Linked DNA regions of Mus musculus: region 1 is linked to region 2. A link is a contact called in public promoter capture Hi-C data. All regions are on one chromosome and are shown on one strand. The core of a region is the stretch at or near the end of the contact, and the rest is flanking DNA. Distances in the headings are between cores, read along the strand shown. Region 1 holds the start of Gm52714 (a long non-coding RNA gene). Region 2 holds the start of Tnfrsf18 (tumor necrosis factor receptor superfamily, member 18).

The links. Promoter capture Hi-C pulls out the DNA fragments that hold promoters and counts their contacts.
Region 1: a contact with region 2 is called in a promoter capture Hi-C map of pre-B cells, with 2.4 times the contacts expected there. The contact joins the enhancer-like site here to the promoter of Tnfrsf18 in region 2. A contact is called at or near these places in 17 of 39 promoter capture datasets (the 3T3-L1 cell line, 3T3-L1-derived adipocytes, the C10 cell line and 11 more), 4 of 15 datasets of contacts at CTCF or cohesin (CD8 T cells, large pre-B cells, pro-B cells and 1 more), 31 of 484 Hi-C or Micro-C datasets (the Ba/F3 cell line, CD4 T cells, CD4 single positive thymocytes and 19 more), 14 of 115 datasets of contacts at active chromatin or transcription factors (the 230-238 cell line, CD8 T cells, the HPC-7 cell line and 5 more) and 3 of 9 other capture datasets (adipose tissue, liver and pancreatic islet).

The regions. Positions count from the first base shown.
Region 1 is chr4:156,063,885-156,069,044 of GRCm38.p6, forward strand. Gm52714 (a long non-coding RNA gene) reads left to right here and starts at 390. Exons shown (of 3, transcript XR_003955326.1): 1 at 390-702. Within about 2 kb of position 3,862, at least 85 of the 459 cell types and tissues checked have an H3K27ac peak or open chromatin away from gene starts, as enhancers often do. A contact at or near this core is called in the 230-238 cell line, the Ba/F3 cell line, CD8 T cells and 16 more, where this site is marked.
Region 2 is chr4:156,023,920-156,029,599 of GRCm38.p6, forward strand. It overlaps Tnfrsf18 (tumor necrosis factor receptor superfamily, member 18), which reads left to right and starts at 2,403. Exons shown (of 5, transcript NM_009400.3): 1 at 2,403-2,618; 2 at 3,397-3,519; 3 at 4,043-4,130; 4 at 4,302-4,504; 5 at 4,576-4,975. The coding sequence starts at 2,468. The coding sequence ends at 4,697. Gm16008 (predicted gene 16008) reads right to left here. Exons shown (of 5, transcript NR_169176.1): 2 at 4,556-4,635.

The DNA of each region.
Region 1 (5,160 bases), core at 2,612-5,111, 41 kb after region 2:
GTGGGTATGGGGTACAATGAGCCAGGTCCTGTGGCCTTGCTTGTCAGTTGAGCCATTTCACAAAACACACCAAGGCAGACTTCTGCCAGCTGCAGTGGGTGTCAGAATCTCTGAAGCCAGACAAAGGTTCGGTCTGGCCCACCTGCTGGGCAGGGCAGCGTTACCATGGCTGCAGAAGAGGGATAGTGGCTGGGAATCTGTAAGGAAGCTGCTCTCCGGGGACCTTAAAGGCCTGGCTGCTCCCCTTTGTAGTCTCTCCTCAGAAGAAGGACTAGTCTGAGAGGGGTGTGGCAGAAACCCCCACATTAGTCTGATTTGGTGGCGTTGGCCTGAGGGAACCCAGCCCCCAGTCCCTCAACCCTGGCCAGGCTGAGGCCTCCTTGGGTGGGGCAGACACAACAAAGGCCCATTGTGCTGGCAGCCAGGTACTTCCTGCATGGCTGCCAGCCATGCCAGCACCCAGAACAAGCTGAGGAGGGGTCCTATGTGCTGGCAGAGACTCACCTGCCCTGTGGGACAACCTGGGAGGGGAAAGGAGAGCCCTGGATTCTTTCTTAGGCAATAGCAGACTTCAAGTTTACCTGACTCTGTCATATGCTCAGAGACACCTGCCAACATTTCTGACTTCTGTTCCAGTGTGAGCATGAAACCTTCTCACTAGCGTTGGGCTCTTCTAACTTGCACACCAACACCTGGGCAGATGTGAGTAGATGCTAAGAACTACCTAACCAGACCTATGTAAGGCCTATCTTAAAGCCCTGTACCAGGGAGCTTAAGCCAGGCAGATCCAACTCTATTACCTCAGTTTCTGGCTTTTTGCCACACGGAGGAGGGAGACCTGAGATTGCCTGTTGCTCTAGGGAAAGGTTGTTATTTCCTTCACTCGTAGTGGACAGTCTGTGGGCTATTTTTGTCTCTCCGGGCACTAGCCAGCACTATCCTGGAACACCTACTATTTCTTTTTCAGACATCTGAAGAACCGGGCGTGGTGGCGCCCGCACGCCTTTAATCCCAGCACTCGGGAGGCAGAGGCAGGCGGATTTCTGAGTTCAAGGCCAGCCTGGTCTACAGAGTGAGTTTCAGGACAGCCAGAGCTACACAGAGAAACCTTGCCTCGAAAAACAAAAGCAAAAACAAACAAACAAAACCCCCAAAGAAATCTAGGAAGAAAACTTAGCTCATGGAGTAGTTCTGGGGCTTCAACACTCAGAGCCAGAAGAGCCCCAACCTAGTATTTGGGATCCAGGCAAATTGGAGTTCTGTCCAAGAACAAGGGGCACCTGTTCTACCTCTTCGTGCCTCCAGGTCCCCTCTCTTCCTATCTAAGCTGCCTCGTCTCAGAAAGGCCATGGGGTTGGGAAGGCTGGGGTATTGAGAGCCCCGGGTCTGTCTGTGGACCTGCTTTCTGCCCTAGGTCCATGGGGCAACATCCTGCTTCCCTCCTAAGGGCGGGAACTGACAGGTAGGCACACCTGGCGAGCAGCCCAGAAACAGATGTTGCATACGTTCATCTTTTTATCCAACCTTGACACCCATTTGTCTCCTGCAGCTCTGCGCATCCACTCAAGGGCCCATAGACTCCTTGGCCATGGGAAATTCATGGCATCAGTGTTCATGCCCCAAAGGACACCCTGTTAACTTGAAGTCCCTTCACAGCTCTGCCGAGCCATCTCAGAGCATGTGCAACATGTGACCTTAGGCCTGACATTGAAAGGCCAAAAGCAAGGATCCCCAGCTACACTCCTGAGTAAATCCTGAGCCCCCGTCCTCCACGTCTGTGATCTAAGCTTCAAAAACAGTCCAAGTATGTAGTTGGGGTCAGAAGGACAGAGCAGACTGTTAATATTGGACTAGACTCTGTAGACAACCTCAGCCTTGACATGTCCACCTTCTCTGCCTGAACCCTCCACTCTCCTGTGTCTTCCCCAGGCCACCTTGAGGGTTGTGGTACTTACCATAGCAACTTTTGTTTTGTTTTGTTTTGTTTTGGGTTTCTCTCTTTCTTCCTTCTTTCTTTCCTTCTTTCTTTCTTTCTTTCTTTCTTTCTTTCTTTCTTCCTTTTTCTTTTTTTCGAGACAGGGTTTCTCTGTGTAGCCCTGGCTGTCCTGGAACTCACTCTGTAGACCAGACTGGCCTTGAACTCAGAAATCCACCTGCCTCTGCCTATCAAGTGCTGGGACTAAAGGCGTGCGCCACCACTGCCTGGCACCGTAGCATCTTTTAGAAAATTTGAGCAGAAAACACAGAACCTATATTATAAAAACTTACATTCACCTAAACACGGCTTTCTTCTACATTTGTCTAACCTGAGACTGTATACTTATTTTTTCTCAGTTGCTCTCTGAGTTCTACCTTAGTTCTCCATAACTCCACCCAGGTTTCCAGAGGCCCAACCTGTGGTCAGCTATCTGAACTTCTTAGCCCAACGCATCAGCTTCTTATGTCCACATGCTTTGCAGTTTTGTTCTACTCAGCCAAGGGATCGCAGGTGTACTAAGCCTCCCCCATGGAGATCATTTGCATCAGGATGCCAGTACCATAGAAAAAAGGAAATTTGAGGATGGAGTTCTGGGTACCCTCTGGTCTGGCAGCTAAGAGATCTCAACTTAGACTTCTTGCAGACTTCCCGTGAAGCAAAGGAGGCTTGTGGAGTCTTGGTGATTGGTATGTGGTACATTTGATATTTCCTATTGATGGTAGGAACTGAGGCTAATTCATGATTTACTGTGCTGTAAAGAATTCCAGCAGCCGGGCGGTGGTGGCGCACGCCTTTAATCCCAGCACTCGGGAGGCAGAGACAGATGGACTTCTGAGTTCAAGGCCAGTCTGGTCTACAGAGTGAGTTCCAGGACAGACAGGGATATACAGAGAAATCCTGTCTCGAAAAACCAAAAAAAAAAAAAAAAAAAAAAAAAAAGAATTCCAGCATTTGTCTGGGAAGCAGGTGATGGCTCTGCAGAGAGGACAGAAGAAACTATGGAAGAGCTGAAGGAAGAGGTCCTTTTTCTGGCCTCCTTGGGCACCTACATACACATGATACACATACCAACAAGCAGATAAATATACATAAAATACAAATAAATACATTATATATATATGGGATTTGCTGTTGAGATTTTATGTTCTCCTGCACGGGGACCTGCTTCCAGATGGTGTTTTTGTATGTACATCAGTCCCTGATATTGATGACCATCACATTCAGCCAGCCAGGTTCCTGGACATGAGCATGAAGTTCGGGACCCAAGATGCCTCTGGGCCAAGCCCAAATTTCATACCAAATTTCATACTAAACTCAATGACCTGTCAAATAAAATTCCAGGGATCTTAGCATTATAGGCTCTTAATAATCACTTCAAGCAAGCAACCCTGGAGCTCAATTGGCCCACGGTGCCTGAAACCTTGCAAACCTCCAGGGAGGCTGGCTCTCTGGGGCTTGGAACTGAAGAGGAGCTGGGTAGAAAAATCCCAGCTGGTGGAACCAAGATAGCTATGGAAATCTGAGGCAAATCAGTCTCAGCAGGCTCCAGCCGAGCCTCGCCCCTCCCAACCTCCTGTCACCTAGGTTTCTGGAGGCACAGAACTGAGCATGGGAAGTCCGATAGGGGTGTGGGAGTGGCTGTCCTGTGAAGGGGTCTCTGAGAAGTTGCAGGCCAATTTGCCATTCTCTTGAGTGAGAGAAGATGCCCAGGATGAGTGGTCAGCAGGATTGACACTATGGTCCTGAAGGAGCAACCTTGAGCGCTGTTGGACTTCCACAGCAGGGCTTTGGGTAGATTCTGTGAAGAAGGGAGTAAGGTCAGAGCTTTACCTACCTCACAGCTCTATACCTCAGCATTCCTCAGACCCTGAGAAGGAAGGGGAAGTGGATAGGCAGAGCCACTTCCTGTTTGAGTTGAGCTGGCTGAGCCCTGCCCACAGCTTGTCCTCTATCTGACCCCACCTCCTTGCCTTTAACCTCCAGGGTTTCCCAGCATCCTGCTATGTTCCATCCTAAATTCAAGTAGCCAGGAGTCCAGGTAGGAGCTGCAGAGAGGGTGTCTTTGGTGTTTGCTGGATAGGTAACCAAGGACTTGAAGCCTAGAAATGTGTGCTCATAAAAGTACAACTCAGGGCTCCCATCAAAAAGCTGGGTTTGCTTTTTTGGTGAACCCATGTCAGCTTTATGTTCACCTGGGACACATACCAGATCCCACCTCTAAGTGATTGATCTTGAATATTTTGTGTTGTTTTTTGCTATCTTCCTTCCTTCCTTCCTTCCTTCCTTCCTTCCTTCCTTCCTTCCTTCCTTTCTTTCTTTCTTTCTTTCTCTCTGATTTTGCTTTATTTATTTACTTTGAGACAAGGTCTCATTGTAGCTCAGGCCAACCTTGAATTCTCAATGTAGCTACTGATGATTTTGAACTCCCGATCCTCTTGCCTCTACCTGCACAGTGAACTATTGGTGGCTCAAGTCTGTAATCTCAGAACCAAGGAAAGGAGAGGAAGTTTGAGGTTAGCTTGGCCTAAAGTGTGAGATCCTGTCTCAAAAATAAAACACAACAACAAAAGGTGGCTTTGAGTTGGATGTGGTGGTGCACACTTTAACCCAACTTATGTCCAAGAAGCTGAGGCAAAGGGGTCCCTTGAGCCAAAGAGCTGGATACCAGCTTGTGCAAAATATTGAAACACTTTTATCTAAAAAATACCAAAACCAAGTAACTGTAAATAAAGAGTTTTGATGCTGAGCCTTCCCCTGAGAGTATATAAATGCTGTTCAGGCTTTGATCAAAGATGGCAGAAGAAGAGACCCATTATTACTTCTGGGTGTCCCTGTGCGCAAATCTGTCCTGTGTCAATCAGTATAAGAAAGTCTGGCTCTGTGTACCCATGGATAGTGCTAGACACGGTATTTCCTGGTATCTCCACGAAAGTAGCGCAGCCACACTGCGGAGTTGCAGAGAATTTACACATAGCTGTTGGAGCCTAGCTTTTTCCTCGCTTACGGCTCTGCCTCAAGCCCGAGCTCTGGAAGAAGACGACATTGGTACAGGTAACAGATTTGCATGCAAAGGCAGCACCTGGCGTCTGCATTAGCATCTAATTTGAAAATCTTCGATTCAGGAGAAAGGTATGGACTCTTGAGTCCAAGCTAGAGCCAAGCAATTGATAATAGGGTTGGGT
Region 2 (5,680 bases), core at 1,153-3,652:
TTGAAGGAATGTTTCATTAAAGTGGACACAGGGGGCTGGAGAGAAGGCTCAGCGGTTAAGAGCACTGACTGCTCTTCCAAAGGTCCTGAGTTCAAATCCCAACAACCACATGGTGGCTCCCAACCATCTGTAATGAGATCTGACGCCCTCTTCTGGAGTGTCTGAAGACAGCTACAGTGTACTTACATATAATAAATAAATAAATATTTAAAATAAAATAAAGTGGACACAGGTGTGCAAAGCTAAGGCGGACTCTTGAAGCAGACACAGGAGAGAGGATGCCCTGCTAAAGCAAGCGCATGAAAGGACACGTGATGAAGGATTCTTTGCTAATTACAGGCATGCTTTCCTTCAGCACGTGGAGGACACATGATATTTGGAGGGAGTAAAAATAGGACTCCACCGAGTGTTGGAGAGAGAGCTTGGCTTGCTGATACATCTAGCTGTACACCGCTCATGTGTCTTGAGTCTTCACTGATCTTTGCTTCCCTGAGAGAGACAGAGCCAAGAACTTCTAGTGTTTCTGTTAGTCCTTCCTGGCCTGGCTGGCTGCTAGGGCATGTCACCGCTGTTGCTAACCTGACTCTACTGAACTGGTGTATCTGTGAAGTGTTTGCAAGTAGACCTAGCTGCGACTGCCTGCTGACCTGTGAACTGAACTGCCGATTTCCAGACAACACAGACAGGAGTTGCTCCAAAGAACCTTTCTAAACAGAGCCACGTCCCCTGTGTCCTTTCTTTCCCACTATGTCTGGTGGGTGGTGGGCTACAAGGGAAGTTAACGCATTTAAGAACCATCATTGGGCTGGTGAGATGGCTCAGTGGGTAAGAGCACCCGACTGCTCTTCCGAAGGTCAGGAGTTCAAATCCCAGCAACCACATGGTGGCTCACAACCATCCGATCACGAGATCTGACTCCCTCTTCTGGAGTGTCTGAAGACAGCTACAGTGTACTTATATATAATAAATAAATAAATAACTCTTTAAAAAAAAAAAAAAAAGAATTAAAAAAAAAAAAAAAAAAGAACCATCATTAAAAGTAAGGGTGAAAAAATTAAAGTTACACCACAGTTATATCCTGAGATGTTCAAATTCACCCTCGGTCCTCCCAACAGTCCTCACTATGTTTCCCTGTGCTTATTCAGCTGGAAGATGTGGGAAGTAAGGCTGAGTACAGCAGAGGACTCCTGACAGAGGCAGGGTTCCAGAACCGTCAGTGGCCACACGAAGAAGCTGTTAGGAGACTCCCAGCACAGCATTGGCTCTCTTTCAGACCCCAGATTAGGCACAAACTACACACAAACACCTGTTCTCACAGAGAGATTCTTTACTAAGCAGGGAAGAAAAGTTAAAGTGGTTGTTTTCTGACTCAGGCACAAAAACAGCAGCAAATGACCTTTCACATGTAATTTTTGTTTGTTTGTTTGTTTGTTTGTTTTTTGAGAAAGGGTTTCTCTGTGTAGCCCTGGCTGTCCTGGAACTCACTCTGTAGACCAGGCTGGCCTCGAACTCAGAAATCTGCCTGCCTCTGCCTCCCGAGTGCTGGGATTAAAGGCGAGCGCCACCACACCCGGCTTCACATGCAATTTTTAAGAAGAGAAAAAGGGGAGGCCTGTGTTAGAATGGATTAGGATGCAGTGGTATATTTTAATTGGGCATGTTAATTAGTTGAACCAAAGGGGTTTTTTGATTGCTGGACTTCAATACTTTGATAGCGGAACCTTGGCAGTCAGCCTCCGGAGGAGGAAATGGCCAAATAAGAGAAAAGACCTTGGTGGGCAGGTAACCCTGAGTTTAGGGGTGTAATCTAGCCAGTCAGAGAGAATGGAAGAGAAGGGCAAGGCCTGTCAGAGCCATGCTGGCCATGTTCAAGAAAATGAGGCTCACCTGTATCTGGGACTCCTTTCTTGTTGTCTAAAATTGTGTGAGGAAGTGAACAAAAGTGGCTCCAGGGAGAGCCAAGCTGGAACTGCCAAGGCTAGACCTGGGCAGGCCACACCGCCCATGGCTTCATGTACTTGCTAGGAATACCTACTTTATGATGATCTTCTTAACGAGGCATGGTGTGTGCTCTGGACTCCTCTCGCTGGCTCTCCTAGTTTCCCAGGCTTAGAGGAACTTCCTGGGGCAGAAGGGGGAAGGGGGTAGTTTTATACAATAAGGGGTGCCCACAGGTGGCAGCAGTGGCACATGTGAATGGGCATCCTTTTCCTCTGTAGCCTAGCCAGGGCGAGTTTGCTGGAGTTGGGAGAGGCATGTAGGGGTTAGGAGATGTCCAGAAAGGGGATAGCTCTGCTCTACACTTCACAGAAGGCCTTTACAAACACCTCAGATGTCTGCCGGAAACTGGAGGTGGAGCTGGCCTGAAGCCCAGTCTGAGGGGTGGGGACAGAGGCAGAGGCAGAGACAAGGCAAGTTGGAGCGGGAACTCCTGAAATCAGCCGACAGAAGACTCAGGAGAAGCACTATGGGGGCATGGGCCATGCTGTATGGAGTCTCGATGCTCTGTGTGCTGGACCTAGGTCAGCCGAGTGTAGTTGAGGAGCCTGGCTGTGGCCCTGGCAAGGTTCAGAACGGAAGTGGCAACAACACTCGCTGCTGCAGCCTGTATGCTCCAGGTAAGGCAAGGAGGAGAGTGGGACTCAGGCTGTAGAGCAGCGCCCTTCCCGACACTCATATGAGGAGGCTGGGCACAGGGCACATGTGAGTTGGTAGGTAAATCTTTGAGTCTGGAGCTCTGATAAGGAGGTAGAGGGACAACTTCCTCTCAGAATGTGGGAGCAGAGGCAAAAGAGGCTGGGAACTTCTCCCTGAAGAAGGATTGGGGATCCAAGATGAAAGAGGACCATCTGTTAGGTGGACCAAACCTTAGCCATCACTGAAGATACTCTTTGTCTGGGTTGGAGTCTCAACATTTCCTCTGGTTTGTCCACTGACTGTGACTTACAATTGTAGGTGTAGGACAGTCTGTGGACCAAAGAAGAATATCTCAGCACCTCACCTTGCCACACTTCTGGTATAGAAAGGGGCAGCTCTGAAGCCCCATGTCTCTGAGATAGAGATGTGGATATCAGTGAAGGCAGCTGATGAGGTTGTTCTAGTCCCTTGAGGGGCAATATGGGGTGAGAATGGGGCAGCATGGGCCCAGGGCCCATAGGAAGCCCCAGGTGACTCCCACATCCAATGGAACTTACGAAACCACAACTTTAGAGCAGTGGGAGGTATATATGCTAGCTGTCAGCCAACTGAAATGAAACAGTGAACTAGACAAAGCTTAGGGTCTTGCAATTGGGGTTGATTGAGAATGGAGCCATAGCACCCTAAATACTTGAAGGATCAGTAGAAGCTCTGGAGAAGGGGCTCTGTCTAATGGCTGAGGCTCTTATTCTTGTCCAGGCAAGGAGGACTGTCCAAAAGAAAGGTGCATATGTGTCACACCTGAGTACCACTGTGGAGACCCTCAGTGCAAGATCTGCAAGCACTACCCCTGCCAACCAGGCCAGAGGGTGGAGTCTCAAGGTATGTTCCTAGGGGACTGATAAAAGCCACAGACAATCATGAGTTGGACCTAGGGCCAAGCTGATATACCCAGTGAGCATGTGTAGACATGTAAGAATGTTTGCAGATAGAGCTCTCACGGGTGCATCTTCTAGGTAGGCAAAGACCTACATCCTAGATTCTAGAAGGGATAGGTGGGTCAAGTGGTCTCTGGGTACCCGAGCCCTTCTTCTTAGGCAGGAATGGTCCATCGTGAGGGTGGGGATGTCTTCTCAGGGATGTTGGTGAGAGGCTGTGGGGAGCTGCCCAGGTGCTGGTCTGCTCTCAGACTATTATTATTCTGACTATGGTCAGATCTTACCACCAATCCTGTCCGTCTTCATAGGGACCAATGTATCATGCCAGTTCTAGAATAGGCACACATGGTAAGCAATAGCTTATTCAGGCCCTAGACCTGTGGACATTAGACCTGGTGAATAGATAGACCCTTGTCTGACTCCTTCTTCATTAACTTCAGGGGTCCTAATATTCTGTCTATCCACAGGGGATATTGTGTTTGGCTTCCGGTGTGTTGCCTGTGCCATGGGCACCTTCTCCGCAGGTCGTGACGGTCACTGCAGACTTTGGACCAAGTAAGTCCTGGATGAGTAGCCTAGGCCCGTTCTAAGAAAGCCTCCCCTATCCCTTTCTTGCAGTGACCACCAGAGAACCCCCATTCTTCTCCCAAATGGCTTAGGGGACAGCAGTCCTTCTAGTGTGGTCCCTTTGGTAACCAATCCTGACAGTGTCTGTCTGTGTCCCAGCTGTTCTCAGTTTGGATTTCTCACCATGTTCCCTGGGAACAAGACCCACAATGCTGTGTGCATCCCGGAGCCACTGCCCACTGAGCAATACGGCCATTTGACTGTCATCTTCCTGGTCATGGCTGCATGCATTTTCTTCCTAACCACAGTCCAGCTCGGCCTGCACATATGGCAGCTGAGGAGGCAACACATGTGTCCTCGAGGTCAGTTGTGTCCCAGGGAAGGGGAAAATGTGTCTCAGGCCCCTCACTTACCGCACGCAGTTTTACTACAGAGACCCAGCCATTCGCGGAGGTGCAGTTGTCAGCTGAGGATGCTTGCAGCTTCCAGTTCCCTGAGGAGGAACGCGGGGAGCAGACAGAAGAAAAGTGTCATCTGGGGGGTCGGTGGCCATGAGGCCTGGTCTTCCTCTGTGCCCCAAGCCAGACGCTACAAGACTTGCCCAGCTATACCCTTGGTGAGAGCAGGGGCCATGTTCTGCACCCTTCCCTGGGCCTGGCCCTGCTCCCCTCAACAGTGGCGGAAGTGGGTGTATGAGAGCGGTGAGTTACGATTGGGCCCTATGGCTGCCTTTCTCATTTGACAGCTCTGTTGGAGTAGGGTCTTTGGGCCCACCAAGAGCACCACGTTTAGCACAAGATCTTGTACAAGAATAAATACTTGTCTAGTAACCTGAGTGGCTGTGTCCTAAGGACGGAGGAAAGGAAGGAGCCCAGAGTTGCATTGAGGGACACCCTTTGTCATCCTATGCCCACAGTCATTTCCAGAGTGAAATATCTTGGCAGACAAAGAAAGCCTCCTGCCTCTAAGCCTGATGAATTGAGTTGGATTTCTGGGAACCACAGTAGGAGATTCTGCTAATGCCAACAAATTATCCTCTGATTTCCCACATGCCTACACACACACACACACACACACACACACACACACACACACACACACATTCATGCCCACACAAATAAATGTAATGAAAGCTTTAATATTTTAATGGGAAAAGCGTCTGAGGCCTGTCCTCAGTGCTCCCTCTTGGTGGTAGTGGTGGCACAAGTCAAGGTTAATCTTGGCCACAAACCCTTAGTAGAGACCATCAAGCTAAGGAGGCTTTCGGAAAGTGATACTCTATACTGAATACCTGTCTTTGCTTCTCTTTTTTAAAATTTATATGTGTATTTATTGCGCCTTTGTAAGTTTCCATGTATCATGTGTAACTTTTTGGAGCAGGGGATATGGACAGTTGTGAGCCACCATGTGGGTGCTGGGAACTGAATCCAGGTCCTCTGGGAGAGGAGCAAGTGCTCTTACTGCTGAGCCAGCTCTCCTGTCTCTCTCTTGGCTTTTTGTTCCAATCCTTTCCCTCACTTCCGTCTGGCATGTATTGG